Linked DNA regions of Mus musculus: region 1 is linked to region 2. A link is a contact called in public HiChIP or PLAC-seq data. All regions are on one chromosome and are shown on one strand. Each heading gives the region's core, a stretch centred on a gene start, on an enhancer-like site or on the middle of the called end of the contact. The rest is flanking DNA. Distances are from core to core; before and after follow the strand shown.

Region 1 (3,348 bases), core at 154-2,653, 680 kb before region 2:
TAACAAAGAATTATAAGATAAATTCATATAGTTTGGGATAACTATAACAAAAAATGTGTCTTAAAAACCTGACTAAGTGTCTGTTTCTTGTTCCAAACAGCAATTAATTTGGTTATTACAGAATATTAATATTTGATCTATTGCATACCTTCATTTTAAATAATAATAGATAAGCTAAAAAATTGTTTTATGCATGCTTTTGTATCTTCTATAAATTCATGTATGCATGCATGCATCCCAATTTTTGTGTTTAAAAACAACCCCTCTATGGGAAATAAGCAGAGGTGAATCTGATCACATGCTTATTCTTTTGAGCTTCCCCCTGCTTCAGCACAGATAATTAAGTTGTGTGCTGTGTATGGTGTTTTAAAATGCTGAACAATCAACCTTAATTTGTATATTAATAGTCAATATTATATCTCAGAGCTCACAATTGCTTAAGATTGTTCGTCCCTCAGATGCTATTAATTCTCAAATTTGCAATTGCTTATACACATACAAATGCTTTTTTTTTTTAAAAAGTCCTTTCAAAAAGGCTGTTTTTAGACATTTAATAAATTGTTCTAGATTGCCTGGACATTTTAAAGCAATGCCATGCTAGATTTATATCTCAGGCAGTCTATAGGTCCTACGTATAAGATAGATTGGATATATAATCTCGTTCTTTATATATTCAAAATGTTATGGTTTAAGATAATATTTTAGTATTCTTAGAAATTGTGCATGTCAACTTCTTTGCTCTTGGTGTCCTCAGATTCTATCTGTTTCCACATAATTGTGTTACTTCTTGAGGACTCATACTTAATAAATTGCTGCAAATGAATGCTCTTATTTCTGAATAAATTAGATACATGTGACTATTAATAACTTTTCAAGCTTTCTAGTTACAAACGTTCTTTAAGAGAAACAACTCAAAGTGCAATTAGTCACTGCCCATGTTACATTAATACTGACTATAACAGTCAAGTATTTGAGATGTTTTGTCAACAAATTATTAATTCTCAAGACAAGGTATTGTAGAACTTTAAAACTGCCTTCTTAAAAAACAAAGAAGGGGAAAATTATATCCCCGTGCATATTATTTAGTGCATTCCCATGCACATTATTTAAATCATACTTTTAAATTTTAGAATTTTGAAATTTGGATGTCTAAGAATTTAATAAATGCCTTATAGTATCTTAAAAGGATCTACTTATTGGCATATGGCTTGATCCTGAACAGCTGCCTTATTAGGAAAGGGAAAAGCATAGGTTCTCTCCACAGAAGCTGCAGAAGTATGATGGCTAATTCGTGTGACAAGCTGGCAGGTGAGTTTGCTCAGTTCCCTGACTGTAGTGACTGTAGTGACTAGGAAGCTGAATTGGGTACATGCTTTCAACCCATCCTTGCTTGCCATTTTTCCAGTTTAGACAAGTGAAGCTGCCTTGCTTCAAGCTTTTAACCTTAAGGTAAAAAGCACATCAGATACTGTGTAATCTGACTTAGCAAGATCAGTGATTCTTCTCTTTCCCTCATGTGACGGGTTATTCTAATTCAATCTTGGACTGGTCTAGTAATAATTGTAGCATTAGAGTATCGCAGAGAAGATAGCAAAATATTCTTAATTACTTACAAAGTTAAATTAGAGCACAGCCTCCTCTCCCAGAAAGATTGCAGCCTTTCTGAGATTCTCAAGGTCACCGCCCCCACACCTGGAGCTCTAAGTCTAAGCTTGATAGTTGCTAATTTGCAATTGAATGGAGTACCTGGACTTCCCCAAAAGAAGCTTTTGTACTGTTGCCTTTCACTGTCTGGACTTGTTTTTTCAAGCAGGTCAGTCAACGCCCTTCAGCCTGACTCAACAGGTGTGCATCTCTGCCTCCAAGCAAGTAGCATTCTAGTACACATTGTGGCTTTTGGTCTGATTTGGAATGAAGGTTTGCTATGAGGGCCGGGCAGTCTAAGACAGGAACCCAGATCTCAAAATCATATTAATGTAGACAGAGGTACATGCCAAGAGGCCGTGGTTTATTGATAGTACACCACAGAGCCATGTAAAGATTTGGAGGCAAAGGTTAATGTCTTAGAAGTAGTAGTCTTAACAATAGAGCAGGACATAGCATATATTAAAGCTAAAAAGGCAAAATTTTCAGATATTAGCAATAGTCACTTGGACACTTGGAACATTGATGAATTGGCCAGAGATTTAAAGATAACCTAAGTGCACTGAATCCCCTGGATTGGGTTCAATATATTATCCTAATTGCTATTATTATCGCCATTATTTTATTAGTAAATCATTGTGTTTCCACCCATCTTCAGAGCACCTCTGAGATCTATAGCTACGACAAGGCGGGATATTCCGGAACTTCGGCAGAAATATAAAAATGAGACAGAATGCTATGCACACTCCAGTGAAGTTTGCTTGGCAGGCCTCGAGGCCTGAGAGCACTCACAAGGAAAAGAGTTTCACGGAAACTCACGTCCTGGAACTTTGGCGTTCTCATAACCTGTACATTCTTACCCTATCCCCGTGTTAGTCTGATGTATGGATCCACATGCTCTCTTTTAGTATTATCTTATTATAAGTGCCTTTTAAGATTGAATTCTGATATAGTTTAGCCTTCGCCAGTGTTCCAATGTCCTAGAAAGATCTAGCAGCCGACACTTGGAATTCAGTAGGAATTCAGCAAGGAAGTTTCCAATTCAGTAATTAATTAAGCATTACAAAAGACGGAGCCAACAGCTCAGGGCTGGTCTGCAAAATGTTTACTAGGACAGTAAGGACAGTCTTAATCAAACAAGGGTTTACTATGAGAAAAGTTAGGGAATCCCACTGAGACAGGTTTCTTCACTAGGGCCAAAGAAATCAGGCAGAACTATAGAGCATAAATAAGTTTTACGCCTCAGTCCAGCCTTTCTTTTTTATATTAATAACAGGGAGGAGATGTAGCCTCCCACAAGTCTGAAGCAGGCTGAACCAGACCTTGACTTTGCTTACCACTAAGGAGATCACCTAGGGTGGAGCTGCCTCCCTGGATCACTCTATTGTTCTGCCACTGACACAGCTGCGACCTGCTGGGAGTCGGCCTAGCTGTTCCGGAGACTACGCATGGTCACCTGCAGCTGGGCTCCAAGGATGATTTGGCGGGAATGGGCTTCCCCCTCTCTTTTATGAAGTGTGTCTGCCATTAAAAATTTGAACCTTGAGCAGACTAGTTTGTCTTGGTTCCATTATTTCTCTACCCGCCTGGATTCCCTATTCTCTTCCAGTTCCAAGATGCCTTCCAGGCTGGAACCTGGAAATGAGAGCTGCAGGCTGGCCCCAACAAATAGAAACCCTGATTAAGACATAGAGGAAATTTCTG
Region 2 (3,404 bases), core at 226-2,725:
CCCAGCAAAAGGCATTTCACTAACAACACTTTTCTAGGTAATTATTCTACAGTCATGAACTAATACTACCAGCTTGTGTTCGTGCCTGTTATCAAAATAAACTAGGTTTCAAATAGAATTAGATTCTAATAACATCTCTAAAGATTGCATTTTTTAGGATTTTTCTTTAAAATGAAGATAAGTGTCTAACCAAAATTGATTCAAAGCTAATTTTAATCACAAAATAGAAACAGTCTTGCTTTTCATTTGGCTAGTACTGCCACTGCCTCCTCCACTCAACTTATGGATGAGTAAACTAACAAGATGACTGATGCATGGTATGGTAAAGTTTTATGTTAGGTGTGAGAACAGCCACATCTGGAAGAGTCCACAGTGGAGAGAGTAAGAGTTGGACCGAATGTGACCAGCACACTAGACGTGGCCAGGGTTATCTCCTAGAGGGGAGGGGGGAGTAGATAGAGTAGAGAGAAAGCACAGCAAGAAGAGCAGGAGCAAGAGCCTAGAGAGGAGCCAGGTTAGAAGGATGAGGCGCTGTGAGGAAGGAAGCCTGTGACCTGAAGGGGTTTGGCCTCAGGAGAGAAGGTGAGGCCTAAGATGCTATCTATGGATTTGAAATGCTAATTGGAGAGCCATTATATCCTTTTCACCAAAGGTAAAGAAAATAACTCCTTTTAGACAGCAGAACCCAATTTACAAGTTCCTGAGGCACACTGGCTTTTGCCTGCCCTTTTGTATTGTTTGTACCTGACAATGGAGCCACAAGGACTCCAATGACATAGGCTCTACAGGGGGACCCACAAGGTCTGGTTCTCATTCTTTCACCTGTGTGTTATTCCTGGGAAAAGCACATTCAATTTGCCACACAAAGCACAGAAAACAATTATTTACATGTTTAATTGTCCTTGTATTGGTTTGTAAATTTATGGGTAAGTAAGATTTTAAACAGGTTTGGACTAGAAGTACAACTGAGGTGCAGAGCTGGCATGAGGTTAGAGTCTCCCCATGAGCAAGGCAGGTAGGGAAGAGATGCAACAAAAAGGCTTTTCCTAGTATTTTTAAGTTGTACAACAATCTAAAATTTGAATAAGCCAACCAAAACCAATGAAATATTTGAGCAAAAAATATTTTAAAACTAATCATGAAATCCTAGCTTTGCTCTTTAATAAGCCTGCTCAACGTAAACCCTATAGACTTCTCTTTACCTTTGAGTTGTAAATTAGCTATTTCTTTTAAAGATAAAATTGAAAAGAGAGGAGGGGTTGCAAGGGGTTGGAAGAAAGCAAGGTTTCTTGTTTCTCTAGAAGCAGCTGAACACTTACTCATTTTCCTATGAAGCCACTACACTACAGAACAAAGGAAAACTTTAGGGTAGACAGATGGCTTCATTTGCTTAGGTAAAATTCAGCTCTGAAGAGCCTGCAGACAGTAAAGCCACATTGTCTAAGGAGATTGCGAGGCACTGCTGGAGCATGTTGCCTAAAGGGACATCAGGAGCACTTCTATACCCTGAACAGGCCCACCTACTCCAGGCACCAGCCTGTCTAAAGTCATCTCTCAGAACAAAAGGGACTGACCGCTGACCAGTATACCCAGAGCAAGGTCACATAACTGGAGTACATAAGCTTTTTATTGATGAAAACCTGAAAATTCTGCCTTGTAAACATAGTTTAGTGTTTCCTCATCTCCTGGGTCTCTTTGATAACAAGCTTGTCATTGTCTTTCAAGGAGGGGCTTTTGCTGCCTTGGAGCTTTTTAATTACTCAGACTGAGGGCACCTGGTCACAATTTTCACAGTAAGTGAGATGAGGCTTTGTAAAGAGCTGACTCCTGGACTGCATTCAGGACTGAAACAAAAGATGAATTATTCACACCTGCAGCGGTTGTATATCCAACAAAACTTCAGACATTTCCTGGAGAAGACACAATCCCCTCCTTTCAGCCCTGCCTTCCTTGCACCGAGGTTCAGGGGGTGCAAGAACTTGACATTTAACAAACTTCTCCCTTTCCCAATACCCATGTCTTTGATTGAATTTTTAATCGATATGTATTATTTAATTGAGGATAATTATTTGTATGGCAGCTATTCCCTTTTCTAAACACAGCTACATCTAATGGGAAAAACAATACCCAATCTAGTTTCACACATCTTTATTTGCAAGTTTAGACTGTGATCACAGTCAGAACCAAAAATGGGTCAGAAAGTTCCACCTCACAATGCAAGCAAGTTGCATCTGTAGAGAGAGGAAAGGCAGTGACACAAAATAGTGAGGCAGAGTCTGCTCTGATGGCTGGTGCAAGTCTAACTTGATTATGGATTGTAAGGAGGGTTCCTTGTGTCTGCCTGACACTTGTTTGGTCATTACGACAGTATTCTTCACACATCAAATAAGGTTACACATGAAAACTAGAAGATTCTGGGCAGATGTCATACAGACCCTAAGAGAACACAAATGCCAGTCCAGGCTACTATACCCAGCAAAACTCTCAATCACCATAGATGGAGAAAGCAAGATATTCCATGACAAAACCAAATTTATACAATATCTTTCCACAAATCCAGCCCTACAAAGGATAATAGATAGCAAACACCAACACAAAAAGGGAAACTACACTCTAGAAAAAGCAAGAAAGTAATCTTTTAACAAACCTATGCAAACATAATTCCACCTCTAACAAGAAAATTAACAGGAAGTAATAATCACAATATCCTACTGCGTGTGGATCAAGATGTGGAACTCTCCACTCCTTCTCCAGCAACACATCTGCCTCAATACTGCTTTGTCTCCTGCCATGGCAATAATGGACTAAACCTCTGAAACTGTAAGCCAGCCCCAAATATTTTTTTTCATTTATGAGAATTGCCTTGGTCATGGTGTCTCTTCACAGGGATAGACGTCCAAATTAAGACAGTAAGACAAACAGCAGAATCACTGAAAGCGAGAACTCTGGGCTTCTTGAAATGCCTACTTGGTAGTTGGATAGGTTGGAGAGTATCTTCCAGGCAGCTTGTTTGCTCTGTTTTTTTCTTAAAATCTTTATTGGTTATATAGGAAGAGAGAAATAGGAAATAAAAGGACAGCCTAGACTGCTTTAATCTACATCTTTCCATTTTAACTCTGAATATTAATGATCTCAAACCCACTCCAAAAGTCACATTATTCTATAAGATTACTTTAAAGTACATATATAAAGCTACAGAGATGGCACAGTGGTCTACACTACTTGTTCTTACAGGGGACCCAAGTTCACTTATCATGATGGCTAAGAACTATCTGTGACTCCACTTCCATGGGCTCCATTGCCTTTTGACCTCCATAAACAAAAATTTTCATCCATGTAAAAGTAAGAAAATTTCAATAAAAATATTAATATATGTATATAAATACATATATATTTGATAGAGT

Evidence for each region. HiChIP or PLAC-seq counts read pairs in DNA pulled down with a chosen protein or histone mark.
Region 1: a contact with region 2 is called in an H3K27ac HiChIP or PLAC-seq map of embryonic stem cells, with 4 times the contacts expected there. The contact joins two enhancer-like sites. A contact is called at or near these places in 4 of 115 datasets of contacts at active chromatin or transcription factors (embryonic stem cells and pancreatic cancer cells) and 1 of 9 other capture datasets (embryonic stem cells).

What each region holds. Positions count from the first base shown.
Region 1 is chr1:7,124,601-7,127,948 of GRCm38.p6, reverse strand. All of the region lies in intron 2 of Pcmtd1 (protein-L-isoaspartate (D-aspartate) O-methyltransferase domain containing 1), which reads right to left. Among named protein-coding and RNA genes, the nearest start is that of Pcmtd1, 37 kb to the right of the region's middle. Within about 2 kb of position 1,403, at least 17 of the 459 cell types and tissues checked have an H3K27ac peak or open chromatin away from gene starts, as enhancers often do. A contact at or near this core is called in embryonic stem cells, where this site is marked.
Region 2 is chr1:6,446,337-6,449,740 of GRCm38.p6, reverse strand. No RefSeq gene overlaps it. Among named protein-coding and RNA genes, the nearest start is that of Alkal1, 89 kb to the right of the region's middle. Within about 2 kb of position 1,475, at least 8 of the 459 cell types and tissues checked have an H3K27ac peak or open chromatin away from gene starts, as enhancers often do. A contact at or near this core is called in embryonic stem cells, where this site is marked.